7 separate regions of the Mus musculus genome follow, and all the other regions are linked to region 7. A link is a contact called in public Hi-C, HiChIP or PLAC-seq and promoter capture Hi-C data. All regions are on one chromosome and are shown on one strand. Each heading gives the region's core, a stretch centred on a gene start, on an enhancer-like site or on the middle of the called end of the contact. The rest is flanking DNA. Distances are from core to core; before and after follow the strand shown. Region 1 holds the start of Clpp (caseinolytic mitochondrial matrix peptidase proteolytic subunit). Region 2 holds the start of Mllt1 (myeloid/lymphoid or mixed-lineage leukemia; translocated to, 1). Region 3 holds the start of Mydgf (myeloid derived growth factor). Region 4 overlaps Hdgfl2 (HDGF like 2). Region 5 holds the start of Tnfaip8l1 (tumor necrosis factor, alpha-induced protein 8-like 1). Region 6 holds the start of Sema6b (sema domain, transmembrane domain (TM), and cytoplasmic domain, (semaphorin) 6B). Region 7 holds the start of Tincr (predicted gene, 20219).

Region 1 (4,190 bases), core at 1,498-3,997, 440 kb after region 7:
AAACCTTCAAAATCAACAAAATACTTGTCATTGGGGGGGGGGTTGTTTGCTTGCTTGATTTTTTTGGTACATGTTCTCTCTATGTAGCCTTGGCTGCTCTGGGACTCCCAATATAGATCAGGCTGGCATCAAACAGAGACAAGATCCTCCTGTCTCTGCTTCCTGAGTGCTGGGATTAAAGAGGTACACTGCAGAGTGGGGCGTGGTGGTGCATACCTTTTAATCCTAGTATTTGGGAGGCAGAGGCAGGCAGATCTCTGAGTTTGAGGCCAGCCTAGTCTTCTATAGAGCAAATTCTAGAACAGCCAGGGCTACACACACACACACACACACACACACACACACACAATCTAGAAAAAAAAATGGTATGTACCACTATGCCCTGGCTTGTTTTTCTTTTAACGGCTTATTTATTTATTCCTTGGTTTTTCAAGGCAGGGTTTCCCTGAGTGCTGGGATTAAAGGTGTACACTACCACATCTGGACTATTTCTTTATTTTTTTGGGGGGGGGTGAGACAGGGTTTCTCTGTATAGTCCTGGCTGTCCTGGAACTCACTTTGTAGACCAGGCTGGCCTTGAACTCAGAAATCCGCCTGCCTCTGCCTCTCAAGTGCTGGGATTAAAGGCATGCGCCACCACGCCCGGCTATTTTTATCTTTTATTCTTTAACAATTTCACACATTTATACCAAGTGTTTACTCAGAATTATTGCTCTTCCTCCCAACACTCCTGGCACAGCCTCCTCCCACCTTCATGTCCCTTTTCTGTAACACATGGAGTCCAGGAACTGCTGCCTGCTGGGACACTGGCTGATCTAGCTGGGTTGATCTTGTCCAGCTGCTGTGAGGTCACAAGGATGATGGCCACCAGACATCCATTAGACAACCTTTCACAGCTCTTGCCCCTCTTAGAGCAAGCACTCGTAGCCAGTTCTTCCTCTGCATTCGGACTTGAGAGCCTCTGAATTTCCCGCTTCCTGCTGCAAAGTGAAGCATCTCTGACGAGGGCCCAGAGCGGCAATCTATGGGGACAAATATTCAGAAGGCAGTTTCACAGCACAACCATTTGGCAGAGCAACGGAAGGCAAGTTTCTCTCCTTGTTGTGTAACCTTGGAGTGTGGGCTCTAGTCAGGTTATAGCACTGAGCGTGGTCCCCTCCTGCAGAGCAGCCTTGAGTTCACCATAGCTCTCATGCCACCAGTGCACCAGCAGCCACATCTTGCCACCAGATGGAGTTGCAGCACTCGAGGTCCACCCCTGGATAAGACCACTTATGACTTTTGTCATAAGTGGTCTTATCCAGACCAAATGTTACCTTCTGGTACTATGAAATTGAATCAGCTGGGAGGAAATCTCCAGGTCAATTCCAGTTTGGTTTCTGCATGACCCATGAAGACACCAAAGTGACTGGTGTCTTCAGCAACTGAGTCTTGTCATCTAATTATGGTGAGCAACCCAGAGTAATGACAAGAGCCTGTGTCGTTTGGAGAGCTCTAGGGAAAAACATCTCTGGCTTTTGATGGTCATGTCTGGCTTTTATGCAATTTAAAGGTACAAGTCTCCAGTTACGCAAGTGTATCTTCCTCAGGGAACATGGCAACCGCTTTAAGTAATGCTTACATCAGGCGACAATTAAGAAAGTTCCAGAATGTGCCTGAGGTGGTAGCAGAGCATGATGTCTCAGCCCGATACAGATGTATTGTAAAGGAGCCTAGCACAGGGCAGAGGGGAGTGACACGTGGGAAAAAGTGTGGCTGCTAAAAAGAGTTGCACTGACTGCTCTTCCCAAGGTCCTAAGTTCAAATCCCAGCAACCACATGGTGGCTTACAACCACCCTTAATGAGATCTGACGCCCTCTTCTGGTGCATCTGAAGACAGCTACAGTGTACTTATGAATAATAATAAATAAATCTATATCTAAATATCTATATCTATATTATTTTTTTAAAAGAGTTGCAGGGAAGACAAAGAAGATGAATGCAGAGGTGATTGCCTGACTGTCGCAGGTTCAATGGCTCAGTTTCACCTCTTCCAAGAGCCTCCAGCTGCAACGTAGGCACAGACGAGGCAGGTATGGCGGTGGGGGGAGCTCCCAGAATCTTGGTCTTACGGCGACAGATCGAGATGGCGGGCACAGTATTTCTCAAGGTATAGGACCATGCACATGGACAGTAGGCACTGTCTACCTACCCTCCAGTTTTACTTGGACAAAAAAGGAACGCTTCTAGAAAGCTGGACGCCCTCTGAAAACGAATACAGGTGTAGCGAACGTCCAGAACTTGTGGCAAGATCCAGGCCTCCTCTCCTATCTCAGTGTTCACAATGCCCTAAACTACATTGTTCAATAAATCCCCTGGCGATTCCTGGTCTAAGTCCTGTCCCAGAGACACTCTCCTCCTTTCTCTAGCGAGCCTATACGGGAGTCAGGGGTCGCAAAGCAGCTGGGAATTGTAGTTCTGGAAGATCAATTGGTTACAGGCCAGCACGTGGACCTGATTGCTGCGGGACGATGGTGGTGGGCTGGTGCGTCCCCTAAGCCTCTTCTCACCCTTTGGTGAGCACCTCCGTGAGCTTCTTCCCGCGTGGGCACCGGGAACAGCGCAACCTCGTCCGAGAACTTCCATGGGACTAATACGCGGGTTTTTCTTATTTATTCGAACGCCTACCTCTAACGAGGACCCCACCCACAGACTTATCCCCGCCTTCTTCAGTTCCGCTTATTCTGTTCTCGGAAGTGGATGAGCCAGTGACTCCCGCAAAGCACGCCGGGTGTTGTAGTTCCGGAAGCCAAGCCGGAGTGCGCGTCGTCATGTGGCCCAGAGTGCTGCTGGGGGAGGCCCGGGTGGCTGTGGACGGATGTCGCGCTCTGTTGTCTCGCCTTGCCGTGCATTTCTCCCCGCCATGGACTGCTGTGAGCTGCTCACCCCTGCGGAGGAGCCTGCATGGAACTGCGACGCGAGCTTTCCCGCTCATCCCCATAGTGGTGGAGCAGACGGTACGGTGACCTGATGGGGACATGGCGCGGAGGCTTGTAGTCGGTCGGCGTGCAAGGGAGGATGACCTTTCACATCTTCTTTTCCCACGAAGGGTCGAGGCGAGCGCGCTTATGACATATACTCGAGGCTGTTGCGGGAACGCATCGTGTGCGTCATGGGCCCGGTGAGCGACCCCGGTCCTTCCCGGGCACACCTTGTTGTCTCACCAACATTTATCCTTTGTCAAGCTCTGTGTCATATAACCCCCTCTTCCCCCTCATCCTTGGTGACCTCCTAGACCCTAGGCCCTAGACCCTGACCTTAAACATTCTTTAAAAAAAAAAAAAAAAAACTTGAGCAAAATTTTTGCTTTGTAGTACAGGCTAGCCCCTACCTTTCCATCGTCCTGCCATAGCTTCCCAAACGTTGGAATGTAAAATGTGCATTCTTACCATAGTCTGCTGTTGTCAGCCATTCTTTGTTTCAGTTTATCCTTTGGTCTTCTGAGTCAGGGTCCCAGGCTGGCCTTGAACTCCCCATGTAGCTGACAGGACATTTGAGGGAGGGATGAGGTTCCTAAACCAGACCAGGTGTAGGCAGTGCTTAAACCCAGGGCCTTTTGCCTGCTAGGAGAGCACTCCGTCCCAGTCTTGTCCCCAGCTTAGGGTCTTCCACTATCTGGGGCTTCCCCAGCCATCTCTTCCTGTGCTGGAAATTCCTGGTTCCCAGGGCCTCAACTCCTTAAGCCTCTATCCATCCCACCTTCAACCTGAGGATACCTCTGCTCTCCCCACCTGCAGATTGACGACAGTGTGGCCAGTCTGGTCATTGCCCAGCTGTTGTTCTTACAGTCTGAAAGCAACAAGAAGCCCATTCATATGTATATCAACAGCCCAGGTAAGCCAGGACAGCCTGGTTGTGGGGTCAGAGATAGCCCCTTTGGGGAAGACATGCAGCCTTGTGCCTCCTACAGAATCTAAAATTTAAAATCGCTCAAAGCAGGGTATGGTAGTGCACACATTTAATTCCTGCACTTGGGAGGCAGAGGCAGGCTGATTTCTGAATTCGAGACCAGCCTGGTCTACAGAGTGAGTTCCAGGATAGCCAGAGCTACACAGAGAAGAACTCTTATCTCGAAAAACAAACAAACAAAAAAAAGTAAGAAAGAAAGAAAGAAACCCTTTCTCGAAAAAAAACAAAAAAAAACAAAAAG
Region 2 (3,840 bases), core at 722-3,221, 380 kb after region 7:
GGTCTTACACCTGAGCAAATCCTGTTCCCCACTGTCCCTGAGATTGCTGCCTTTCCTCAGCATCACAGCCACAAAGTGACAGCCACCCAGGACACCACAGAGGGAATGGTCTCCAATCTCTGGGGATTCTATTGAGGACATGGACTCCTGAGTTTTGGAGTGCAGAGGGTGCCGAAGAACAGGGACTTTTTGTGTGGTTCAACTAATGAAGAGCCCAGGTAGCAAGCAGGCTTGCAAATCAGCCTATTCACTAGCAGCAAGTCAGGCACACCAGGGACAAAAAAGCTATGCCTGCTACCTGCCCCAGTGGTCCTAGGTCATAGATAGTGGGACACACAGGAGGTCCCTACCGATGTATCTGAAACTAACAGCCACATGGCCAAACTAGACAAAGCCGCCTCCATGGTGCCAGCAGCTAGGGATGACCCAACCTGCCCTTACCAACAGCAGAGGAAGCCATCAGCTGCCACCCCCACAGCCCCACACCTTCCCAGGACTGGTACCCCTGGAAGTTCCGTCTTTGGAAGGGAAGGGGGAGGATGTGACCCTGGGTGAGGGGAATCTAAAGAAGATGGGGAGGAGCTCACATGGTACAGAGCTGGGTGACATGAGGGGAAGAGGTAGAGGAGGCAGGCTACCCAAGAGGCTGGGAAAAGTGAACTGAAGTGAGTGTCTTAGATGGAGAGAGGGTGTGGCTGGGCAGAGAGCATTCAAAACAGACCTGAAGCTAGCACCTGGTTGGGGGGGGGGTATTCCCTGGAGTTTGGGGAGATTTGGGGTCATGGGCCCAGGAAGAAGGAATCTTCCAAAAAAAGATTGAGGCTCAGGCCCTATTTGGGGTGGTGTAGCATCTAAGAGGATATGTAGGGGGGGCATCCTAAAGTTACTAGCCCTGTCTGTGGGGACTCTGTGTAGACTCTCCACAGAGTCTGATTCATGCTAGGGACCACAGGGGCTGGAAGACCCACTTAAGTTCTGAGACATGTTTCCAAAGATTCTGGGCCATACAAGGATGCCAGGAGCTGTGGGGTGTACTGGAGTTCTGAAGGGAGTCTGGCTAGATTTGGATTCATAAGGGACGTGAGTTCCCGGCTAGACTGGGTGGCTTTGTAATCCCAATGGGTTCCATTCTCTACTGGGATTCTAAATGATTTCCCAGGGGATGTGGGGCCAGGACGGGATCCCCATGGTGCTGTGAGTGGCTATAGGATTCCAAAAGTCTTCCTGGAGAGCTGTGGACCAGGCGGGAGATCCCCAGGGTGCTAAGGTAGTACCAAGGCTCTAAGGGGAATCCCAAAGGGTTCCAGGCTGTGATGATGCCCAGGGCGCTAAATCCCTGGGATCCTGATAAACACTTCAGGAGTCTGTGTGTAAACTGGATTCCTAAGGGGCGCCTCCGGGGACTCTGGAATGAGATGGAGTTCCTAAGGTGTTGAAGCCCTGAGCTCCTGTATGATGCCCAGGGGGTACTCCGGGATTCTAAGGGGTGTCTCACGGGGCTCTGAGCCAGGCTGAGTCCCTCAAGATGCCGCGGCGGTGTGGATACACTACGCTGGCAGAGAATTCCCCAGTGTGGAGTGGGTGGCACTGGGGTGCTGAGTTAGATCCCAAAGGGTTCTGCACCAGACCTGGGGTCGCGATGGGGGAGGGGTACGTGGGTCACAGTGGAGGAGGGGCATCCCGAGATGGCGATGGGGGAAGGACGCCCCGGGGTCGCAGTGGCTGGAGAAGGGCCCATCCGGGTGGGCGCGCGCAAACTCGGTGCCCACGGGGCGGTGTGCGCGCAGGGCCGGCCACAACGCCGCGCAGGGCAGCGGGAGGCCAGTCCCGGGCGGAGGCTTCTTACCTGATTGTCCATGACTGGCGCCCGCCCCGCCCCCGGGCCCGCGTCGCTCTCGCTGCCGCCGCTCAGCAACGCCCCGCCGCTCTCATTGTCTGTCGGGGGCCGCACCGCCGCCGCCGCCGTTCCGGGCCGCCCGCCCGCCCGCCAGCCGCGCTGAACCGGAAACCGCCGCCAGCCCGGGCGGCTCAGCGACCGCGGGCCCCCAGCCGCCGACTCGGGCCCGGCCTCGCCGATGGACAAGCCTCCGAGCCTGTCAGAAGGCCAGAGACCCGCGCGTGGGGCGGGACTTCCGGGCTGGTGGGGGCCCGCCGGGCGACAGTCAGAACGACGAAGCCGTCAGCCAATAGAAAGCCGGCGCCGCAGGGGGGCGGGCGGAGGGAGTGAAGGAGGCGCGAGGCGAGCTCTGCTGAGCGGCGCGAGGTGTGCGCCGCACGTGGAGGGGTTGGGCCAGGCCGTGGCGCGGTGCCTGCGCACTGCGCCCCGGGAGCGGCTCTAGAGGGGACGTCCCTAAAAAGGCCCTAAGAGTTTAAGTTCGAGCCCTGCGGAGGGAGGGAGCGCTGGCGATGTTCGGTGCTCCTGCGTGACAGCGCCGGTGGTTAGTTTACCGGTCTGGATCCTGTAAAGCCAGCGGGTTCAGCCCACTTCTCCTTGCAAAGGCTAGGGTTGTGCATCTGTAAAAAACCAGCCTGTGACTTCAGTGACCTCTTCTGGCCTTCTCAAGCACTGCACACAGGTGCTAGCGCTCGCACACAGACACGCACCATTTAAAATGTAAGCTTTTAAAAAACAAAAACAAACAAAAAAACTTGTCGGAGGTGGTTCTTCTTTCTGTGGTTGTTACAGTGCACATCTGAAACGGAGCCATTCTAAATGATCAGCGGTCTCATTCATTCAACGCAGGGAAAGGAACGGTAGTCAGTAGTCAACCGTAGACTGTGGATACTGACAACTGGGGATTGAACTCAGGGCTCCCGCCATTGAACTACACCCACAGCTCTGTTTTCACTTTTTTACTTGAAGGCCAAGGCTGGGGCATAATTGGTAGAGCACTCTGCTAGAACGATGAAGCCCTGGGTTCTAGCCTCAAGACTCTATAAGCCAAGTGCAGAGATACATGTCTATCATCCTAGAACTTGGATATAAAAGGCAATACAAATTTTTGCTAACCTGAATAAAAGACACACACACAATCCAGGTATTTTATTTACAAACCGTAAGTCTAGGTTGTGCAGCTATTCTAGTTTGGAACTAGTTTGGAGCTATTCTAACTTACATCCCTGCCCATGTGTCCCTTGTGACGTGCTGTTTTTCCTGGCCACATGCTTATGGTCCATCTCCTCTCGTGGCGGCCTCCTCCAGTTTCCCTGTCTTTCTTAGTCTCCTTTCTCTACCTGCAACCTCCAGCCAGGTAACTGAAAACCTGCCTACCTCTATCTATTGCCCAGTCACAGGCTTTAGCCTTTTATTGACTAATTGACTTGGGAGGCTAGGTTACATACGTAGCATCACTTGGGGTATGTGAGGATCTCCTCCTTGGGGGCAACTAGACCTTGGGATACAGAATTTAGCACCTAAATACAAGCAGTACCAGACCAAGCCCCTACACTTGGAGGTGGAGGCAGTAAGACTGTGACCTCAAGATAGTGGTGAGAAAGCCCTCCCTTGTTCATGGAGTAAAGGTGCTATGCCACCAGTGGTTTAACTAGCCCTAACGATGACTGAGGCTCACTCATCGTTCAGAAAGACTAGATCAGGTAAACGGATGTAACTGAGGAGAGGCCCCCGACGGTCTGGTTCTGAAGAGAGCTGGCAGGGAACGGTTTCTGCATAATGTCTTGTAGAGATAAGCCAAGGACCTGGATCTTGTCCTCCAGAACCCAAATTAAAGTGGAGAGAATGGACTCTTTATGTGCTATGACTGGCACTCCCACACCCTAAACAAAAATTAAAAAACAAAGACAAAAACAACTTCAAGATTGAATGGGGAAATGGCCCAA
Region 3 (3,799 bases), core at 728-3,227, 370 kb before region 7:
CTCTTGCAGAGGACCTGACTTTGATTCCCAGCAACCACATGGTGGCTCACAACTGTAACTCCAGTTCCAGGAGATCCGATGCCCACTTTGGGCCTCTGTGGTCACTGCATGCTGGTTTCTGCTCATTGAGTACTTAACTGAAGATGGTTTTGCTGTCTGTAGCCTCTCCATTTCTTTTCCTTACTTGCTATGTACATAATAAACTCATTCATTCGATGCCACGAGCAGGGCTGTTAACCCTCTCCATGCCATACGCAACGCTCTTGTTCACGGGTGTGTGATATTCCAACTGTTGAGGTGCTGTGTACCCCTGCCCATCCGTGGACACTAAGACACTTCCACTCATTGCTCCTATGGAAAGCTCTGCTCAGAACATGCATGTCCAAGGTTCTGGATACACCAGTATTTCCACTGAATGAACTAACTTGTGTGTGGGACAGGCAGCTAACCTCATAACAGTTCACCTCGATGCCCTGGGTGCTGCTGAGGTATCGGCCCTCTTGCCAGCTTACGGGCTGCCCTGAGGACTGTCCCAGGCTCTGGTGGCTCACTGATTACACATAGACTAAGAGTCAGGGATCAGCACTGTGGGCTGCTGATTCCATTAGGCGGAAGCCAAGGCAACTAGAAGTCCTTCAGGCTCAAGGGACTGGGACTTTAGAGCCTCGGGAGTCTGGCCACTTTCCCTTGACACCAGTCGTGTGACACCCTGAGGAACTTACCTCGTTGGTCCCTCCTTGGGAAGCGTAGGTGAATGTACATGTAAACTTGTTCTGTAGAAGGAGAAATAAAAGGAGGCTGAAGAGCAAAGATCTCAATACTCAGAACCAAGACCCTAGCATACTGGGCATGGTCCTGTATGCACATCATCTCTGGTATCCAGGAGGCTGACGCAGAACTGGGAACTGGGACATAAGCTAGCCTGGGTGACTTAGCAAGGTGCTGTCCCGATGTAAAACAGATCAAAAAGGACTGAGATATACATCAGCCCCTGCCCAGAAGGTCAAGGGTTGAGCCTGTCCAGAATCCAGCAGTGAGGGGTTGGGAGGGTGACTCAGGGGTGGAGTCCCACCTAGAATCCCCTAATGAGGAGCTAGGGATGTGGCTCAGGGGTGGAGCCCCTGCCTAGGGCGGGGCAGAACCCTGGCTCTGCCGATGTGAGACTCTAGGTTCCATCCCTCAGTACACCCTCCAGAGGCCACCAGATCTCTCTCCTCTCAGGAGCTCAGAACTTTGCTCAAATCACTGTGATTTCCTAGGAAGGTCAAATGGCCTTCAGCAATCATCCCTAGAACATCACCTATGAGGTCAGTACTCGGGGCTCCTGTTAGATACAAGCTTGTACTGCTTCCTGCCCACAACACAAACCTGCCAGAAAGCACAGGACTATAGTAATGGTCTCAAGAAATGGTCACTAGGGACACCGCTGTCCCAGAAGCCAAGCTGGGGCGGGCAGAGGCTAGGCTGACTGCTGGCTCGCTGAAAGGAGAGGTGATGGACTCGTGTAAGGCTTGGGGGGTGCTCCCGCTCTAGTCCGGGTTCAGTGAGTAACCCACGTGCGACCTGTATAGCCAGTCCCCTAGATCCGCTGCTCTTATCAACCAGTATTCCCTTTTCTACAATGAGATGGGCAAGGGGAAGTCGCCTTGCAGGTAGGGAGTGACTGACAGAAGACAGACGAGGCAGCCAGGTCCCTTCTTCAGGTAACCCTGCCTCTGCCACTCCACCCGGTCTCCAGGACCACCTGATCGGAAGTCCATAGGCATCGATTCCCGGGCAGGAGGCTTAGCACGTACCCCGGGTCCTACGTCCTGGGAGAACGAATGCACGACCCCTCCGGGCCTCACGTCAAATGGCACGGTGGTGGGCTCGGACACAGCGGCGGCCAATTTCAGCGCTGCGGCCGCCAGGACCACCGCAGTCCAGAAGCCTCCGCTGGGGGCTGCCATCTTGCTTCCGGGGCAATGCGCAGGCGCTCGCGAACGTGGAGTGACACGCGCGGGACACGTCAGCGCCGAACGGTGACAACGTCGCCCCGCCCGATTTGGCTGCCATGGTGGGGCGGGACTCGACTTGGCACGTGATGCACTACAGCGCCTCTGATTGACGCTCGCGGATGCCTGGAGGGCGACTTCGTCTTGGCGCTTGTTTGGGTTGGAGTTTGCAGGTAACTTTTGCCTCCCCCCCGGATATTTTTATATCTCACTTAAATGGGCTCCCGGACTCACTTCAGGACAACATGGGGGTTGACAGTGTTTAATTTTGTTAGATTATCCATTTGTTAATAAATATGGTTTATTTCACTTTTATTTGTCCTATTTTTTTGGTTTTGACGAGACAAGGTCCTGGAAATCTCTCCAGGCTAGCCGGGAACTCAGAGATCTGCCTGACTCTGCCACCTGAGTGCTGAGATTAAGGCGTAGGCCTCCACCACCACCTGTTGATTGTTTTTTGTTTTGTAACATATTTTACATATATGTGTGTGTGTGTGTGTGTGTGTGTGTGTGTGTGTGTGTGTGTGTGTGTGTGTATTAAGGTTTGTTTTTTGTGTTTTTTTTGGTGGGGGGTCTCTGTAGCCCTGGCTGTCCTGGAACTCACTCTGTAGACTAGGTTGGCCTCAAACTCAGAAATCCACCTCCCTCTGCCTCCCAAGTGCTGGGATTAAAGGTGTGCGACACCACTTCCCGGCATATTTTTCAAAAATATTTTATTGTGAGGGCTGCGGTGATGGCTCAGCAATTAAGAGCACTGGCTGTTCTATAGAGGACCAAGATTTGAAGCCCAGCACCCACATGGTGCTTTACAACTTTAACTCCATTTCCAAGAGATCCGATGTCTTCTTCTGGCCTCTGCAGGTACCAGGTATGCATGTGGTACACAGACAGACATGAAAATAATATAATAATAGCAATACTTTAAAAGTGAATTCTTCCGGTTTTGCAGCTTCCTATAGGTCACAGGTGTTGCTATGCTGTTACCGGACCTAGAGCATGCCTGGCCAGCCCTCTGCTGCTGAATAATTTTCCCATCTTTCCACTGGCCAGCGAGATGGAATAGTGAGTAAAGGGCTTGCAGCCATGACTTCAGCCCTGGTCACTAGATGGTGGTAGAACTGACTCCTAAAAGCTGTTCTCACTACATGTGAATTGGGGCAAGCAGCCTTGCACAACAGAAAATAAGTATCTTAAAATTAGACTCTACGGCTAAGTGATCCTCTATCTAGTTACAAGTACCTCATTTCCTCTCAAATGGCTGCTGATGCCACCTTAGCCTGCCCCATCCCAGTCCTCCTGTAGTCCCTGAGCGGTGCACCACAAAAGCCATCAGAGTAGTGGCGGGGTCCTCCTTTCCACCCCAGCCTATGGGCTGCTGCAGTAAAGTGTCCCACAAGTGCTGTCAAAAGTGGCAGCACCAGTGACATCTCAGCCTGCAGCCCTCACAGGAGCTGTCCACAGTGGCTCATCTCCTCCCCAGCCTACCCCACCCCCAGCAGTCCCACAGAGATGTCGCTTCAGCAAAAGCTGGCTGCAGCCAGAAAGGACTTTCCACCCTTAGCCATGGGCCTGATGCAGGGAAAGGGGGTGGGAAAAAAAAAAGCCACCAATCGCTGAGCAGGAAAACCCACTAGTCCCTTGAGATTCCCATTAAAAAAAAAAAAAAAAAAAAAAGCCCACCAATCACTGAGCCTCCCCTGAGCTCAGCACTGGAAATTCCACCAATCCTCAACCTGGACATCTCTGCCCCTCTCAGAAATCCAAGCACTGCCCCCTCGGCCCAATTCCCAGCTGTCTGCTCCTGG
Region 4 (3,808 bases), core at 403-2,902, 450 kb before region 7:
CCAGGCCAGAGGGCAGGGGAACAGTGCCATGTTTGTCCCCAGCAAGCTTGCCAGACCTAACCTCATTCTGGGGCAGCTGGCACAGTGTGTTCAAGCTCTACTAGGTGCTAGAAATGGGGTGCTGGAAGTGTTCTTTGGGCCATAGCACCTATATGCACTTAAACTGCTTGTAAGTTTGACCCCAGCTGAGTGAGGAGGGTTCTTTTTTTTTTTAAAAGATTTATTTATTTATTATATGTAAAGTACACTGTAGCTATCTTCAGACACTCCAGAAGAGGGTGTCAGATCTCGTTACAGATGGTTGTGAGCCACCATGTGGTTGCTGGGATTTGAACTCTGGACCTTCGGAAGAGCAGTCGGGTACTCTTACCAACTGAGCCATCTCACCAGCCCCGGTGAGGAGGGTTCTAATGAAAGGCAAGCTGTGTGTTCATAATGACCCTCTGTCTCCCTAGATCGGTCAGCACCTGTGAATGGTGAGGCCACATCCCAGAAGGGGGAGAACATGGAAGACAGAGCACAGGAAGACGGGCAGGACTCTGAAGATGGCCCCAGGGGTGGCTCCTCAGAAGAGCTGCATGAGTGAGTCCCTGGGACATCAGGTGCATTCCCTGCACGATGGAGCCCTCACCCTGCCCCTACCACATGCTGGGGCCAACCAACACTCTGATCTTGGCCCACATTAGGCCACCCCAGGCTTCCAGCTACTGGTACTCTGGGAAAGAACTCCCTGCTGACTGTCTAGGTCTAGCCCTCCAGTAACCACCATGAGCACTGACCACCAGACTGAGCTACAGTTGGACTGGGGAGGGTCAGGAAGGCCATACAAGGCACAGGTGCCTTTGACAGGAGTGTCACCCTTCCTTGGCTGCCCACCGACCCATTAGCTCCATGGTGACACCAGGCAACCGCATGCTTACCAACCTTCTTTATGCCCCCAGCAGCCCACGCGACAACTCGGACCCAGCCAAGCCTGGAAATGAGCGTCAGGACCATGAGAGGACACGGCTGGCCTCTGAGTCTGCCAATGATGACAATGAGGACAGCTGAGCTCCAGCCACTGTGGCCATGGTGCCATGTCCATCCCCAGCCTCCCAGGGAAGTGCTGCGCTGTTTGTATTTGTGGTCTGGGCTTTTCTGCCTAGTTCTGTGATTTCAATTGACATGAAATGGCTATAAAGAATTTTGTAATGAAAAAGAAACAGCTTTTATTGGCTTAGGTGCTGGCTACCATGAGCAGTATAGGGAGCCAGACCTGATTCAGGGCAGGTCTCATACCCACAGGCTGGCAGAACTCTTAGTGCAGCGAGTAGCCTGTTCTACCAGCTTGAGTGAAGCAGACACTAAGGACAACCCAACAGAAATCCATCACTAGCTGTGCAGGGACCCCCAGGTGGGACCAGCAAAGTGCCTCTGGGGCAGCTCGGCCTCTGGGCTGGAGTGTTGCAGTCCACACCACCCCAACCCCCTCTCACTGTAGCTTTCAGCAGGGGCTTCCCCACTCTTCTGTGTTCCCAGTGGGCTCACGAGTTGGGTACATGCCTCCTGGTTGTATCCACCTGCCTCAATAGCCACCAATAACTTGGCATGATGTAATGAGGCTCATGCCATCTGTTGGAAAGCTTAGCTGCAGGCTCTGAGCCCAGTGTTTGCCAGTGGCTGGGTCTAGTGTCACCCTGATGCTGACATGGCAGAAGGTCAGGGAAAGGCTCCTTGCCGTCTCTATCATGGCATTCCTTGGCCACAGCTGGCCCAGGCCTAAAGCTTGTGGACATTGTTATTTTCCAAGAGATAAAGGGGCTGGAAGATTGGGGTCACTAGTACTGCTGGGGTTCAGGGAGGGCTGGGCTGTGGCCTTGGCCTGGTGGTGAGTCAGTGCCTTGTGCCCCAGCATCTTGTTTGCTTCTATCTTGGGTGCGTAGGGCAAGGGAGAGGAGCCATCAACTGCCCATATCCCCATTCAGTACAGTCTTCAACCCTAGGCTGCAGGCCATGTTCCTGTACAGGCCACAGCTACTCAGCAGTGCTGGGCCTGTCAGATCAACCCTGTTTCCATGCAGTGATATATATATGACTCTCGTTTTCTCAGCAGAGCAGGCCTGAGTCAGGCCTATAGCAGCCTGGAATGTAATTGTGTGGTTTTGTGCAGCATTTCTCCCTAGTAAGTAGCAGAAGCGGCTGTAGGAGCCTACATCAGCATGGCTGTGCATTCTAGTCCCAGGGAACAAGGACATAGTCATTAGCTAAGATCTGTGGTTGTGCTGCCCAGAGTAGGGCCTGGGTTGGAGTGACACCACTCGTAGAGAAGAGCTATGGGCCCTGGAAAGACTGTCAGAGCCCCAAGGATAGAAAGCTGGCCAGTGGGGACGCGTGATGCTTCTTTACTCTGTGTGGGGGTCTGTGTGGCCTGTATCTGAACAGACTTGGTGGCTAGTTTGGAGGGAAGGGATCATTGGTTCTTAGAAATAGCAGGAGCTGTGGCTGGTTTCAAATTCACTTTCCGAGGATCTTCTGCTCCTGTTCAATCCAGAGCTTTGGGGAAGTACAGCCAGCTGTGGTCACAGCATGGTCCCTGGGACCCCACCCACCCAGCCCTCAGGTGCCTACAGCTGGCCACAAGGCATCGAGGTGAAGGGTCCAACCAGCCAGCTGAGTGGAGGGTTCTGCTGCAGCTTCTCAAGCAGCACCTCCAGGCCCTGCCAGGCCTCAACAACACCAGCACTGCTCTGGGCCAGCTGCTCTGTCTGCAGCTCACTACCTGCCTCCGAAGACACAAGGCCATACAGCTTGCAGAGGCTGTGCCGTGCCTGCCCTGCCTGCTGCTGCACCTCTGGCAGGCCCTGCAGGCTGGTTACTAGGCTGCTGTAAGCTGCATGGAGCTGATGGGCGAGGGTGCACAGCCTGTCCTGAGCCACGGAAGCCCGCATCTGCAGAGGTGGAGAAAGGTAAGGAGGGACAGAGCTTTGACTAGGGGCAGTGGGAAGGAAGGCCCATGCCACACCCACCTCATGGCTACCAACAGCCTCCACCATGGTGTTCAAGCTCTGGTCACTGCACAGCTTCCCACATGCAGCCTCCATGGTCATGTCTGTCTGGAAAAAGAACCACAGGACAGGTAGTGGGCCCAGAAGGGGTGGGAACACTCAGTCCTGTACTTGGATCTTGAGTCCATATGTGGTGCAGCCAAAACACAAAGTCCCCATGAGGGCATCTGGAAGGCCAGGTGGTGGTTCCTCTGTCCACTCATCTCCCACCCTACTACTCTTCTCTGCATGTCCACACAGATTCCTTTCTGTCCCCTGACCACTCTTACCATGCTCTTTCCCCAGGAATCTCACCTTGCATCACACCATACCTCTGTCTTTTCCATAGTCCCTGGGTATCTGTTTAGGGTACAGGGGGGCTTTGTGGCCAGGGAGGAGGTGGACAGATGTCAGAGACTCAGAATATTAGGCTTCTGTGTCCATGATACCCAGCATAACTCTGGAGGTGGGTGGAATATTGGGGAAAGAATCCCTGCTAGAGCGGGGTCACCCACACTACCCTTTCCCTTAGGTTCACAGATTGCAGCCCCACACTCAGCTCCCTAGATGTCGCCGGTACATCCATGCATCAGCTCCCTCTGCATGCAGGTGGCTTAGCCCACTGGGCACTTGGCTAGTGACCAGTTGGAGGAATCCAGAGTGGGGATGAGAGATGTTCTTACCATCTGGAAGGCCTCCTGGAGCTGGGCTAGTGCAGCCCTGGCTTGGAACTGGTTGTGCTGTATGTGGCTCAGGGCATGTTCGAAGGCCCGCTGGCGGAAGCT
Region 5 (4,264 bases), core at 1,213-3,712, 390 kb before region 7:
CTGAGGTGCAACTCTCAGCCCTTGTGAAGCTCCTTTCTGAGTTGTCTTCGTTAGGGTCTCCATTGCTGAGAAGAGACACCATGACCAAGGCAACTTTTCATAAAGGACAATATTTAATTGGGGCTGGCTTACTCAGACTGAACTCAGAGGTTCAGTCCATTATCATCAAGGTGGGAAGCATGGCAGCATCCAGGCAGGCATGGTGTAGGCAGAGCTGAGAGTTCTACATCTTGATCCAAGGGCAGACTGGAGAAGACTGGCTCCCATGTGGCTAGGAGGAGGGTTTCAAAGCCCACTCCCAAAGGGACACACTTCCTACAACAAGACCAAACTTCCTAATAGTGCCACTCCTGGGCCAAGCATATATAAACCATCACATGAGCTAATCTTTTAATCTCTGTTTTCTCATTCTAAGACGATCCCTCCTAACCCCCTAACCTTTATTGATCTCTGCGGTCTGAAGCTTTGTTCCCATCCAACACTAGCTCTGTCCTCTCCCCAGCCCCAGGTACCCACCACCCTATTTCCTGTTTCTGTGGCTCTGATCAATGCAGAGAACTCCTGGGAGTGGGACTGTACGGGATGCATCTGTGTGTGGCTCACATCACCAGATATCATGGGGACCTGGTGTCTGAATGGCCTCTCTCTTCCAGGCAGAGTAATATTCCCCCCTCTCTAGGCAGCATGCCTCATCTCCTCTCTCCAGTGATGGACACGTAGCCTGCTTCCATCGTTTGGCTACGGTGAATAATTCAATTAAAATTGCCATAAACTCATGTCAGAATCTATCTTTCTACTCGAGTGTACCTAGGTGGGGAATGCCCTGGGGTCATGGAGGTTTTCCGGAAATTTCCAATTGTTTTCTATATGGTCCGGTGTGTGTCCCCTCATCCTTACAGACAATTTGTAAGTTGTTTATTATTATTATTATTTACTACTGCTTCTAAGCTGGGTAGGGGCTTAGGGCTTCCTGCATGCTAGGAAATAATTCTACCTCCGCCCATGCCCCCTTGCCCACTTGATCTAGAGGATCAAGCGCACCAGAGCACCTCTGCTAGACTCTGTGAGGACCTGGTGAGGGAGACACTGGCAGAGCCAGGGAAGACAGTCCACATCCTCACAAGAGCCCACTCAAGGCTTCACTGGGGAATTCTAGGCAGAGGCTCCACCCTGTCCACGACCCAGCCTCTCACCACGGGACTCTAGGCAAGTGGGAGGGGTAGGCTCTAGCCCTGAACCCACACAGCTGGGTTTGATCCCCACTTTATCACACCTATGATATCTGTGGGTTCCTCAGACTCTAAGTGCTCAAAAATCAGAAGCCCCCAAACCTGCTTCAGTGACACCTGCTTCCCCCCACACACCTCAAAAACACACTAATTGCCCTGGCTCATACTGGGGTATGAAAAACCTAGAGCTGTGGTCTCTGTCTTTGATACTGAGCTCTGTCTAGGGTCCTGTGTGGCTGTCACAAGGGTGAGCTCCTGGTACAGAGCAGATAGAGGCCATGTTCAGCACCCGGCAGAGCTGGGATGGCTACTGAACTTGTAAGTTCCTGGCCCAGAGCACAGACAATCTGAAATCAGGAAAGCCACTTGGGTCTGTGCTGCTCTAGGCAAGTCACTTAAGGTTTCTCTGGGTCTCAATTTCTATCTCTCAAAAGCCTGGATTTAGTTTTGTGTGTTAAGGCTCATGCAAGGAAGGTTAGAATGCAGTCAGCAAACACCTGAGGGGGCTTTCTGAAGAGGGAAGATGGCAGATGAGGCTTTTCCAAGTGTCCTTGCTGTGACAGGGCCATCCAGGCACAGGAAGTGCAGACCCGTGGTTGAGTTGGGGTGGAGTTTGGAGTAAGGTGGGGGTGTTGGGGATGGGTTGGGGGTGGTGGGAGTGTGGGAATCACTCCCAGACTGATTTTCCAGGTCTCACAGCTGCCCCCTGGGAGGTAGCTGGCCCTGTCTGGCCTCTGTCAGGGAGGTCATCACAGTGCCTCCCCCCTTACTCCAGAGACACCAACTGAAAGAGAGTCTCCGCAGTACTCAGGAACCCCAAAATTGTTGCAAGGCAAATGTTGGGGTGCATTTGTCATGGGAGTCCCAGGTGACACTCTAACTACCTAGTGGGTAAACTGAGACCCGCTCAGAGGGATGCAGGTGTCTCGCGGAGGCGCCTCTCTTCGCTTTGGCCTCTCAGATCTCTGTCGCGCGGTGCACGTATACCCCATTTTTCTCTGTCTCAGTCTCCTTCCTCTTCCTTCCAACACTTTCCCGCCACGGCATCCCTTGCGCTGGGCACCCAGCGCCGGCGCTATTCCGGAGGAATCTCCCGGCCGCAGACCACGCCCTCGCCCACGCCCGCGTCATGCCTCCCACCTCCTGGCAGAGGCTTGCTGCCATTGGCTCCTTCGTACACTGCCTGTGCGCTACCATTTGCTGAGCCAGTGAGCGTTTAGAGGGGGCGAGCCCTTTCTCGGGGGCGTGGCCTCCTAGCCAGCGGCCGGGCTCAGATCCAGCGGCCAATGCCTCTGGCCCCACAGAGGCACCTACAGAAAACTGAAGGCTTGACACATCCCGAGGAGCAGGTGAGCGATGGGGTCCTGCATTGGCTATCCTGGGTTCTTTCCGTCCCCTCCTATCCCCACACCGTCCTCTGTATATCCCGCCTCAGTTTCCTCTGTATACCTATTACTGACTGTGGGAGCATGGGTGTTGTGAGCAGGTTGCTGTGGGCTACTGTAATAGTCCTAACACATGTCCTCAAGAGGACACTTGATGGACTTGGCTCTGTACAAGTGTGCAGCCTGACTCCAGAATGGTCTAGGTATTCTCTGAGGTAGCCAGCTGGACCCCACTGTGGCTCTGGCTGGTGCAGGGTTACCCTGACTGGGACTGGCACTTCAAGCTTCCCATTGCCCGAGGGCTTGAACTCAGTTTTACCATCTGGGAACTGGGACAGTGGCTGTCACATAATTGGCAGGTGACCTGATCCAGGTCTGCAGCCTCCTGGCTCTTTCAGTGTTGGTTTGGAGGATAAACTGGGGTCCAGAATATGGGCTGCGGATGGCCAGAGAGATGGAGACACTGTCTCCAGAACCATATTCTGGTTTGTCACCTTTGTGAGCAGCGGGGCTGGAGAGGGACAGGGTGGAACACTAAACTGGAAACAGGCCTCTGGGTCACTTCCCGAGCTCCAGGCTGTGACGCCTCTGAACACCTTGCCTTGGGGTTAGGACACAGCTCAGACAAACCTGACTCACTTGAACAAGTAACTTAATTATAAGCCTCAGTTTCCCTGTCTGACTTGGGACAGTTGTTTCGTGACTCCCTGAGGCTTCTTGGGGGTGCTTAAACAGACAAAAGAGAGGCTGAGCCAGGGTGGGCTACACACCGAGGCTGTCTCTAAAACAAAAGGGACCCTAGGGTGTAGCCCAGTGCGTAGAGTGCTCACCTAGTAAGCAAGAGGCCTTGGGTTCCGGCCCAAACACAACATATACCAGGACATTTACCCATTTACCCAGTGCTTAGAATAGAGGCAGGTGGATGCCTGTAAGTTTGAGGCCAGGTCTACAAAGTGAGTTCCAGGCTAGCCATAACTATGTATAGAGATCCTGTAACAAACAACAGCCAACAGAGAAAGAGAGAGAGAGAGAGAGAGAGAGAGAGAGAGAGAGAGAGAGAGAGAGAGAGAGAACAGGAATGTAGGCTTTGAGTGCCAAACTTCCTGTTTTTCTGTCCTGGGACCTCAAAGTGGCCGCCTCTTCTCCACATGGAATGTCCTTGCACTTGAGACCTTTGTGCGTGCTGAGCCCTCTACAACCCTGGCAGATCAACACAGGCAGCGACAACTTTAAAACATAATAAGTTCATGATCTGGGCCGCACCTAGGATGTGGGTGACTGGGAGGGATGAGGGCGGGGCCATGGGGACTGTACAATGTAACAGAACAAAGAGAGTCATCACAGAACACCTGCCCTGGGCCTTCCCACACATGGTGAGCCAGACTTGGGCCAGGGCTGCTAGTTCCGTAATGGGTGAGTGGTGGATCCTGAGGGTATGAAGAGACATAGAGACTTGTCCCTCAGTTTACTCTCTCAGCCCTAGGCAAGCTAGGACTCACCTCACAAAAATCTGATTCCGTATGAGGGGACTCAGCATACAGGCCAAATAATCATGGCCACAGGAAGGCGTGCCACCCACTGACTCAGGTGCCATCCAGGGCTTAGTGGAGGCTTAAAGAGAGTGAGACTTGATCCGGGGGCCCAGTGAGC
Region 6 (3,839 bases), core at 439-2,938, 410 kb before region 7:
TTCCAATTCACTTTCTGCCAGTGCCTGAGACACCCAGAGCCACCCTCAGAAGGCACAGGGACTCGCATTTCAGTTCATGGAAAGAGCAGAGCTCCCTCTCTTGCTGTGGAACTCAGGGCCTCACAATACAGGAAAGCCCCAATTGGCGCTCAGTGCCTCAGTTTCCCCACCTCCTCCAGCCACCGTACCATTGCTGATGGACACAAATACAAGATGCAAGACACCCCCAGACTGCCGTCTACCAAGTGGAGAGCAGTGGCCACCCAGCCAGAAGGCCAGGCCAGACAACATTAGGCCATGTCTAGGTCCAGGCCTTGAACCTCAAACCTCTCCCACTTCTAACCTCTGTAAATAGCCCGCAGGCAATCGTGCACCCTGAAAATCAGCCAGAAAACCCGAGTCCAAGATACAGAGAAAGAAAGGCACGTTGTAACCAGGCAGAGGCGCTCTGGCAAGTCCCTCCAGCCATTCTGTCCCCAGGGCCACCCTCCTCCACCCAAAGCTTGTTGGCCTGCAATATTGGGGTTCCCAACTCCATCACATTCAGTTTGGGATTGGGGCATCGAGCAGGTAAAAAATAAGAAGTTGGGGGTGACACAGACGTCAGGCAGTGTGACACAGACCTGCCAGGGTCCCGGAGACCTGGAGAGCAACACAGACCTCAGATGGGGAGCAACACAGACCTCAGGCAGGTGACAGAGACCTGGGAACCTCAGATGAGAGTGACACCGACCTTAGGCGGCGGGGGTTGGGGGTTCAGTGACAGAGACCAGGCAGAGAGGACCTGGGACCCAGGAGTCCCTCCCGACCTCAGGGCTGTTGTAGGCCTAGAATTCACCATCTGAGGCCAAGGTGGGGGGTTCGGCCTGGCAGCAGCCCTGGGGAGGCGCCCCAAAGTCGGCAGTGGAGAGCAGAATGGGGCACGTGACCCCCGCTCCAGGGACCAATCAGCACCGCGGTCGGCCAGGGGGGCCACGGTGGCACCCACCCCGCGCGGCTGCCAGAGACGCTCCTTTGTCCCATTGTCAGGCTTTGGGGGGGGGGGCTGGCAGCCCAGCTTAGGGCTGTGCTGCAGCGGGGGCGTTGGCCGCGGACTGCCCCCCCCCCATGTCAGTTGCGCGGCCGGCGAAGACCAGCCGGTACCCAAGAGCTTGGGGACAGCTGGTGCACAGGGCCGCGTGGGGACCCACGAAAGGTCGCGGCTATGTGTCCCGCCCCCTCCCCCGCCCCCATCAGTAGGCCGTCACCCCAATAATTCGAAGCCACTGTCAGTGCCCCGGCGCGATGAGCCGGGGCCTTGGCTGCAATCCCCGCCCGCTGCGCAGCCCGTTAGCCCCGCCCAGGGCGCTGGAGCTGCGACCGCACGCGGGGGGCCCCCCAAGCCAGTGCCGCTGCACGAGGCGCCCGCGCCCTGTGCGCGCCTGGTGCGTGCATGCCCACTGCATCTGTCCCTGCATCTGTCCCTGCGTCTGTCCCTGCGTCCGTCCCTGCGTCCGTCGCCGCATCTGTCCCCCGTGCATCTGTCCAAGGTGCGTCCCCGCGTCCGTCCCTGCACTCACCTCCAGCGCAGGCCGAGCACCTGCTCGGCTCGGCCCCGGCCCCGGCCCCGCAGCGTCTCAGCCCGGGCTCCCACGCGCGGGCGGCTCCCGCGGGGGCGCAGCGCGGTGTCCCGGCCGGGGCCGCATCTCTGCCGCCGCCGCTGCGACTCGCAGCTCCGCCACCTCCGCCCCCAGCGCCCGAGCTCGGAGCTTCGCAAAACCCGGAGCAGACCACCAAGGAGCGGAGCACGGACGGGAGGGGGCGCCTCCACCATCCTTGGCCTCAGTTTCCCTTTCTCTGCCTCCCACTTCTCTCTACTGGGGTGGTTCTGAAGACCACCGACTCCCGCACTGAGCTGGGCGCTGTTCTGACTCTGGGCATCTCCAGTATACCGTAGGCACTCCATAGATGTTTTCTGGTATATTCTAGTGAATTCCCAATTCATCTGACCAGTCACCCACACACAGGAACCTCATGGACGTGGTCCCACGGTCCTGGTGGCTCATGACATCATTGAGTCAAACCACCAAGGTCTCATTTTTTATTTATAATGATTGATTGACTAAGACAGACTCTCCTGGGGAGTCTAGGCTAAAGGCCTGCCCCAGCACGCCGCCAACACTCACTTTCTGAGGGACATTGGGACAGCAAGATATCTCTTTCCATGCCTCAGTTTCCCTCTGTCCAAAGCCCCTCCTCATCCCAGCCATGACGCTGAATGAAAACCTCTTTCCGATTGGGCTAGGCATTGCCTCAGAATACAGTAAGTATACTGATGGCACCTCCAGTATACAGTAAGCACCACACAACTGCTTTTGTAATTGTGTGTGGAGTTGAATCCTGCTCACAGGGTCGCCCTGAAGCCCATCCAGCTGAGGACACTCAACCAAAGGTTGGGACTGTGAGCTGCCCGGGACAGCCAAATCTGTGGGTGTCAGGATTTTAACTCTGACCTGTGCACACCCTGAGGGGCTGGAGCAGACTCCTTGGTGTCACCACTGTGGCGACAGGCTGAGACCTCACTGTGGCCCATCAGCTTTGCCGCATATCAGCCAGACACAGCTTCTGTGGAGAAACTGAGGCAGAAGATGAAGCCAGTTCTCAGCCTACTCTGCTTGGCCTATGAACCAATTTGTCCGGCAAACATTTATTGAGCGCAGCTCTAACAATGTTTTTCGGCCCAGGGGGGCGTCGGGGGGAATGGGAGGGTGGCTGCCAAGGTGACCAGTGGCTGCAAAAGTCAAGGTGCAGAGGGCTCAGTGGCTGCTGGGGGTGGCAGAGGGGGAGGGGGGACACCGGGCCCCTGAAGGCTCACGGGTGGATTTGGCAGGGAGTGCAAGGCAGAGTGGGGGTGCAGGGATGGCCTGTCCCCAGGGAGACCTGTCTGAACAAAGGCCCCATGGTCATGAATGACGCCTCTTTCACAGACCGGCCTGGAGGTCAAGTCGCCCTCCCCCAGCCGGCTCCAGCCGGTCTAGGAGCTGACCTGATAGCCATGGAGAGTCAAGAAGACAGGACCTTGTCTGAGTCCTCCAGAGTTAGCCCCAGCACCCCTTTCCTCAGCTGTGAGGCTCCAGGAAGATCCCGCCCCCTGGGCCTCAGTTTCCCTTGCTTCCGCCAGCGCTGCGTTCTCGCCCTGCTCCAGGCGGTAGAGATTCCAGTACGGATTTTGGGGACGCCCGAGGCTACCGACACCTTGTGCACGGCCGGTTTGCGGCCCAGGGGTGCGAGGGGGTCTAGGGAGACCGCAGGAGGGACAGTCGGCCTCAAAGACTCTGGACGGGGGAGGCTGGGTCCGGGCACAGCGAAGAAGACTCGCTCTGGCTGCCTCTTGCTCCTGCGAATCTGAGGCTTCTCTGCCCTGCTTGCTGTGTGACGCCAGGCAGCTCTCTGACCCTCTCTGGGCCCACTTGGAGCCGGGCAACCAACTTGCAACGGGCCACCTGGGTCCCTATCCCGGCAGTTCCCTGCCTCAGTTTCCCTCTCTATGCCAGGCGCTCATAGAGTCCAAGCTTGAGATGGTGGGAGGGTCATCTATACTCCACTGTACTCAGTATCACTCCGGGTCCAGGATGTGACCAGGGAATCCCCCGGGGCTGCTCAAAGGGTAGCTGTGATTGGCTGAGGCCTCCCGTGACGTCAGACGCTCCTGAAGCCCCTTCCCCACAAGAGGCACGTGGGGGGGCGATGGCCACTGGGGAGGGGCTCAGGGTCGGGTGGATTGGGGTGTCCCCCAGCCCGAGGTGGCAGCTGAGAGGCGCAGACGCGAGTTTGCGCGTCCCCCAGTCCCCTCGCCGTCC
Region 7 (3,908 bases), core at 1,065-3,564:
TAGGAGGGAAAGAGAGAGGGAGGGAGGGAGGGAGAGAGGGAGGAGGGCAGGGAGGGAAGACCGCCAGGACTGGGACCAAGGAACAGGCCCTACATTATTATTTCTGAACACGCTAAGGCTGTCCGCCTGAAGAAATGAATAGTGATTTGCATGTAATTTGCATGCAATTTGCATAAGGTTTGTTAAATGTCAAAATGCTTTCTCTCGCCCCTCAATACCAGCCTCCCCTCCACTCCCCAGCAGCTCTCCCAGAGGGCCAGCAGCTTCCCCCACAGCTGAACAACAGCCTGGTGGATCTAGAAGGAGACTGGGGAGGCAGAGAGGGACCCACACCCCCAAGGCCTGCATAGTTGCGAATGTCTAGCAACCCTGATTCCAAAGACCATGGTTCAGTTCCCAGCTGCCCTGCTCTGCCTCCTGCAGCCTGTACAACTCTTAATTAAAACATTATTTCCTTCTGGGCTCACAGTGTAGTCCCCCAGCACATGAAGGGGTGGGGGGAAACAGGGACAATGGGGGGCAGGGTCACATAGCACCCAACACTGGAGCTGTGGAGTAGAGCCCCCACAGCACGTGCTGAAATACTCAGACCACTTTGCACACCTATGGGCTCACCAAGACCCCCCTGGATCAGAGTGTCCTCCTGTTCTGTTCGTAGCTGGAGCCCCGTGGGTCCTCCAAAGAAGGAAGTGTGCCTGTTGAGCTTCCCCGAGGAGGCTGTGCTCTGGGGATGGACAGAGGTCGATCCAGGCAGCAGAGGCTCCCAAGGGAGGGTCCTAAGGCCACAGAGCAACCAGAAGGTTCCTTGCCGGGGTTGGGGGGATGGAGGGCTGGACGACAATGTCAGAAGTCACCATCAGGAACACCAGAGGCAGTGGGCATCAGCAGGGCTGGGGAGTTGGCATCTCTCTGGAAGCCCAGCACCTGGATCAGCAAGGGACATGTGGGCCCAGGGATGTCAACCAGCAGTTTCCAAGCTAATGGCCCTTTTTCCCTTCTCCAAATAGCCTGGATCTGGGCTTGGAAGGGAGTGCAGTGGTTGCCCACAATCCTGAGGCCCTTCTGTAGCAGGCACAGTGCTAGGATCCCCCTGGTGGACACCACAGGAATTGCAGGCAAAGCTGCTCCGTTTGTCCTGGTGTCTGTTACAGGAATTGCAGGCAGAGCTCTTGTGGACCCAAGCCCACAAAGCACAGTCAGTTTATGTCTGCATCAAAGTAAAGAGTCCAGAGGAGAGTAGAGAACTTCTCAAAGTCACACAGATGGGGACACCAGTGCTGAGCCAACAGAGGAGATGGAAGGATAAGGCTAATGTGCCCACCTCATGAGGCCCTCAGTTTCCCCACCATCTCTCAGGCCTCCCATGAATGGCTTACCTGAAGTACGACTGGACTCCCAGGAAGAGAGAGATGTGGTGCCTGGGCCAGTTTGCTCCTTCAGCCAGCATCTTGTGTCCCTAAAATCATCGCTCCATCTCCTCCATTTCCTACCTGAGGGGGTGAACATAAAGACAAGCGGTGACGACTAAAGTCTTTCCAGCTAGTCCAGGATCGCTCTGAAGTGTCTTCATACTGGTGGTGATGCACTATACAGCCGGGCCCCACTAGAGACACTGAGGCCAGTGTAGACACAAGGTGTGACGGGCTTGGGATGGGGAGTGCAGTAGTGGCCCAGGGCTGCTCATCCCACCGACCTCTTAGATGAGTGGACAGAAACTGAGAGAGAGATGGAGACACTCGGAGACATGAAGAAACAGATAGGGGCGGTGTGCAGAGAGAGACAGAGACCAGGACACAGATACAGAGAGACGTGCTGAGCCAGAGCCAGATACACAGAAATGAGGGCAGGGAGTCCTCAGAGCCACCGCTGGAGCTCACACCACATATCGACATAGCTAATGGAGCCGAGAGGAAGCAGGCACGGTCACAGAGGTCTTTCTCACCATGTCCCCAAGCCATCACCATCCCACTGGGCCAACCTCCATAAGCCAGAGCTCAAGATCCTACCAGGTTCTAGCCCAAGTCCCAGCCTAGATCCCTGGTCACCTGGTGTCGCTGAGCAGAAGTAATACTGAGCCGTCCTGCAGGCGAGCTTCGCGAACTGTCTGATGGTCAGGCAGAGGCCTAGAGTTGTAGTAGAAGGTTCTGCGCCAAGAGCTTACACCCTGGCCCACTAGCTGTGCGCGCAGGTCACTCAGTGTGTCTCGGGGCCGCACGGTCAGTGGCAGTAGCAATGCCTCGTCGGCTAGGTGTACCTTGATGTGGTAGCGCTTCCAGCGGGACAGCCCTCGCCGCAGCTCCTCCATGGCCATTGCCAGCCTGAGACTCTCTCGCAGGTCAGCACCTGCTAGACCGGCTGAGCCACCTGCCTCCACCCCTCCTAGGCACGCCCTGCTACAGCAGCAGCCCACAGGGGTGGTGACATTGGCTGGCCCAGCCCAGGCCTCCATGACAAACATTTCTCCTGTGCACAGCATACATCAAAGGCCCTGGGGCAAAGAACGCAGCTATACGAAAGCACTGTGGCAGGATGGAGAGCCTGGTGTATTGGAGGAGTGGAGTTGGGTCCTGCTTTTGAAGCAGAAGTGAGGAGGAGAGAAGGGTGGCAAGGAAGGCAGTGTAACCCACCCACCCATTTATTTATTATTCCAGGGAACACTCTAGAACTTCCTCCCTAATCTGTATCTGTACTTGTTTTGTGTCTGTGGGCTCCAAAGAAACCTCAATCTTGGGCCTTTGCCCTCTATGGCCATCAAGTTAGGAACAGGGTCTAAGTAGGGGAGACAGACGTCTAGGTTTGGCCTGGAAGTTCACGTGCACTGGAGGTGGGGCTCCAGGGGATGGGTAAGAGTTCAACATTCCCAGTTGCCCACATTCACCACCCACTCAGTTCAGCAAGTGCTTGATGAGGAGAGAAGCGAGTTCCAGCCTCCCGATCCTTACAGCCATTTCTGGGAGCCAGCCGCCTCTCCAGCACACTTCCGAAAGCACGCCTTTTCCCTCCCCGATGCTCTCACTGCCCCACTGGATAGAGCAGTTTGTCCTCTGCACTTGGCCTCTGACACACAAACTCTGGGCATTTGTCACCAGCAACAATGCAGTAGTCACTGTGTGGCCTCTAACCCTGTCATCTCCTGCCACAGCCTCTCCTCCCCTTACCTCAGTGTCTCTGCCTGTCTACTGGGGTCTTGTAAAAAGACATTGTTGTTACAAGGCCCTGACTTACACTTACCCAGGAATGGGAATGCTGAGAGAACATTCTAGGTGTTAACTTTGACTCCGCAAAGAAAAACAAACTGAACGTTCTAAAAATTTAGCCCAGTGACATCTTGGTGGTGCAAACCTTTAATCCCAGCATTTGGGAGGCAGAGGCAGGCAGATTCCTGTGAGGTCAGCTTTATCAAAGAGAGATCATGACCCCTGTTACTCCCAAAAAAGACAGGTAAGAGAATATATAGGAAAAAATATATCTCAGTGTGCTGTGTAGGGTGACATTAATTGTCCCATTTGCCCACATTCACCACCCACACAGTTCAGTAAGTATCTGTAAAGGGAGCCTTTAATTGAAAGATTAATAACTGACAACATGCAAATATAAAACACCTACACACAAACACTTCACACATGAAAACTGCAACAAAGCCATTGAAAATTTCCAATAGTCAAAATAGACAAAAAAGACTGACTTCCACCGTACGTAAAAAGCTTCTGGAAACCAACAATAAGATAGAAAAATGGATAGACAACTTAACAGGTTTATGAAAAATGGTACATCCTTCATGTAAAACTAAAAATGGAAACCGAGGGTGGGCATTTGACAAGGAAAGGCCTCCCCTGACCACGCTCCCTGCCCTTACTGGAGAATTTTAGGCAGGGCTCTATCCCTGGTCACATCCCAGCCCCTCAATG

What was found. Promoter capture Hi-C pulls out the DNA fragments that hold promoters and counts their contacts. A called contact is a pair of places that touch in the nucleus more often than the background predicts. HiChIP or PLAC-seq counts read pairs in DNA pulled down with a chosen protein or histone mark.
Region 1: a contact with region 7 is called in a promoter capture Hi-C map of liver, with 5 times the contacts expected there. The contact joins the promoter of Clpp here to the promoter of Tincr in region 7. A contact is called at or near these places in 6 of 39 promoter capture datasets (embryonic stem cells, hematopoietic stem and progenitor cells, liver and 2 more).
Region 2: a contact with region 7 is called in a FOXA1 HiChIP or PLAC-seq map of pancreatic cancer cells. The contact joins the promoter of Mllt1 here to the promoter of Tincr in region 7. A contact is called at or near these places in 1 of 39 promoter capture datasets (pre-B cells), 1 of 115 datasets of contacts at active chromatin or transcription factors (pancreatic cancer cells) and 1 of 9 other capture datasets (adipose tissue).
Region 3: a contact with region 7 is called in a promoter capture Hi-C map of pre-B cells, with 9 times the contacts expected there. The contact joins the promoter of Mydgf here to the promoter of Tincr in region 7. A contact is called at or near these places in 8 of 39 promoter capture datasets (the 3T3-L1 cell line, the C10 cell line, hippocampal neurons and 3 more), 2 of 15 datasets of contacts at CTCF or cohesin (embryonic stem cells and large pre-B cells), 7 of 484 Hi-C or Micro-C datasets (cerebellum, cortical neurons, embryonic stem cells and 1 more), 8 of 115 datasets of contacts at active chromatin or transcription factors (the NIH/3T3 cell line, cardiomyocytes, embryonic stem cells and 3 more) and 4 of 9 other capture datasets (adipose tissue, embryonic stem cells, liver and 1 more).
Region 4: a promoter capture Hi-C map of liver shows a contact between it and region 7, with 5 times the contacts expected there. The contact joins the enhancer-like site here to the promoter of Tincr in region 7. A contact is called at or near these places in 13 of 39 promoter capture datasets (the 3T3-L1 cell line, 3T3-L1-derived adipocytes, the C10 cell line and 8 more), 1 of 15 datasets of contacts at CTCF or cohesin (large pre-B cells), 8 of 484 Hi-C or Micro-C datasets (B cells, the G1E-ER4 cell line, cerebellum and 4 more), 2 of 115 datasets of contacts at active chromatin or transcription factors (embryonic stem cells and pancreatic cancer cells) and 3 of 9 other capture datasets (adipose tissue, embryonic stem cells and liver).
Region 5: a contact with region 7 is called in a promoter capture Hi-C map of pre-B cells, with 7 times the contacts expected there. The contact joins the promoter of Tnfaip8l1 here to the promoter of Tincr in region 7. A contact is called at or near these places in 18 of 39 promoter capture datasets (the 3T3-L1 cell line, 3T3-L1-derived adipocytes, the C10 cell line and 12 more), 2 of 15 datasets of contacts at CTCF or cohesin (CD8 T cells and large pre-B cells), 6 of 115 datasets of contacts at active chromatin or transcription factors (double positive thymocytes, embryonic stem cells, fetal liver and 3 more) and 2 of 9 other capture datasets (embryonic stem cells and liver).
Region 6: a contact with region 7 is called in a Hi-C map of pro-B cells, with 5 times the contacts expected there. The contact joins the promoter of Sema6b here to the promoter of Tincr in region 7. A contact is called at or near these places in 7 of 39 promoter capture datasets (the 3T3-L1 cell line, hematopoietic stem and progenitor cells, hippocampal neurons and 3 more), 2 of 15 datasets of contacts at CTCF or cohesin (embryonic stem cells and large pre-B cells), 10 of 484 Hi-C or Micro-C datasets (B cells, the Ba/F3 cell line, the G1E-ER4 cell line and 5 more), 2 of 115 datasets of contacts at active chromatin or transcription factors (bone marrow-derived macrophages and large pre-B cells) and 2 of 9 other capture datasets (embryonic stem cells and macrophages).

Annotation. Positions count from the first base shown.
Region 1 is chr17:56,987,517-56,991,706 of GRCm38.p6, forward strand. Clpp (caseinolytic mitochondrial matrix peptidase proteolytic subunit) reads left to right here and starts at 2,748. Exons shown (of 6, transcript NM_017393.2): 1 at 2,748-2,997; 2 at 3,090-3,161; 3 at 3,778-3,874. The coding sequence starts at 2,812. Gm33509 (a long non-coding RNA gene) reads right to left here and starts at 2,407. Exons shown (of 2, transcript XR_385672.4): 1 at 2,193-2,407; 2 at 646-1,022.
Region 2 is chr17:56,933,417-56,937,256 of GRCm38.p6, forward strand. Mllt1 (myeloid/lymphoid or mixed-lineage leukemia; translocated to, 1) reads right to left here and starts at 1,972. Exons shown (of 12, transcript NM_022328.2): 1 at 1,847-1,972. The coding sequence starts at 1,858.
Region 3 is chr17:56,181,943-56,185,741 of GRCm38.p6, forward strand. It overlaps Mydgf (myeloid derived growth factor), which reads right to left and starts at 1,978. Exons shown (of 6, transcript NM_080837.2): 1 at 1,797-1,978; 2 at 723-773. The coding sequence starts at 1,949. It also overlaps a transcript of Tnfaip8l1 not described here.
Region 4 is chr17:56,099,404-56,103,211 of GRCm38.p6, forward strand. Hdgfl2 (HDGF like 2) reads left to right here. Exons shown (of 16, transcript NM_008233.4): 15 at 456-582; 16 at 942-1,202. The coding sequence ends at 1,050. Plin4 (perilipin 4) reads right to left here. Exons shown (of 8, transcript NM_001372234.1): 6 at 3,707-3,808; 7 at 3,006-3,092; 8 at 1,184-2,927. The coding sequence ends at 2,604. Among named protein-coding and RNA genes, the nearest start is that of Plin4, 8.5 kb to the right of the region's middle. Within about 2 kb of position 1,653, at least 20 of the 459 cell types and tissues checked have an H3K27ac peak or open chromatin away from gene starts, as enhancers often do. A contact at or near this core is called in 3T3-L1-derived adipocytes and liver, where this site is marked.
Region 5 is chr17:56,160,029-56,164,292 of GRCm38.p6, forward strand. Tnfaip8l1 (tumor necrosis factor, alpha-induced protein 8-like 1) reads left to right here and starts at 2,463. Exons shown (of 2, transcript NM_025566.3): 1 at 2,463-2,578.
Region 6 is chr17:56,138,655-56,142,493 of GRCm38.p6, forward strand. Sema6b (sema domain, transmembrane domain (TM), and cytoplasmic domain, (semaphorin) 6B) reads right to left here and starts at 1,689. Exons shown (of 17, transcript NM_001130456.1): 1 at 1,560-1,689.
Region 7 is chr17:56,552,073-56,555,980 of GRCm38.p6, forward strand. Tincr (predicted gene, 20219) reads right to left here and starts at 2,315. Exons shown (of 4, transcript NR_130128.1): 1 at 2,046-2,315; 2 at 1,377-1,490; 3 at 616-924.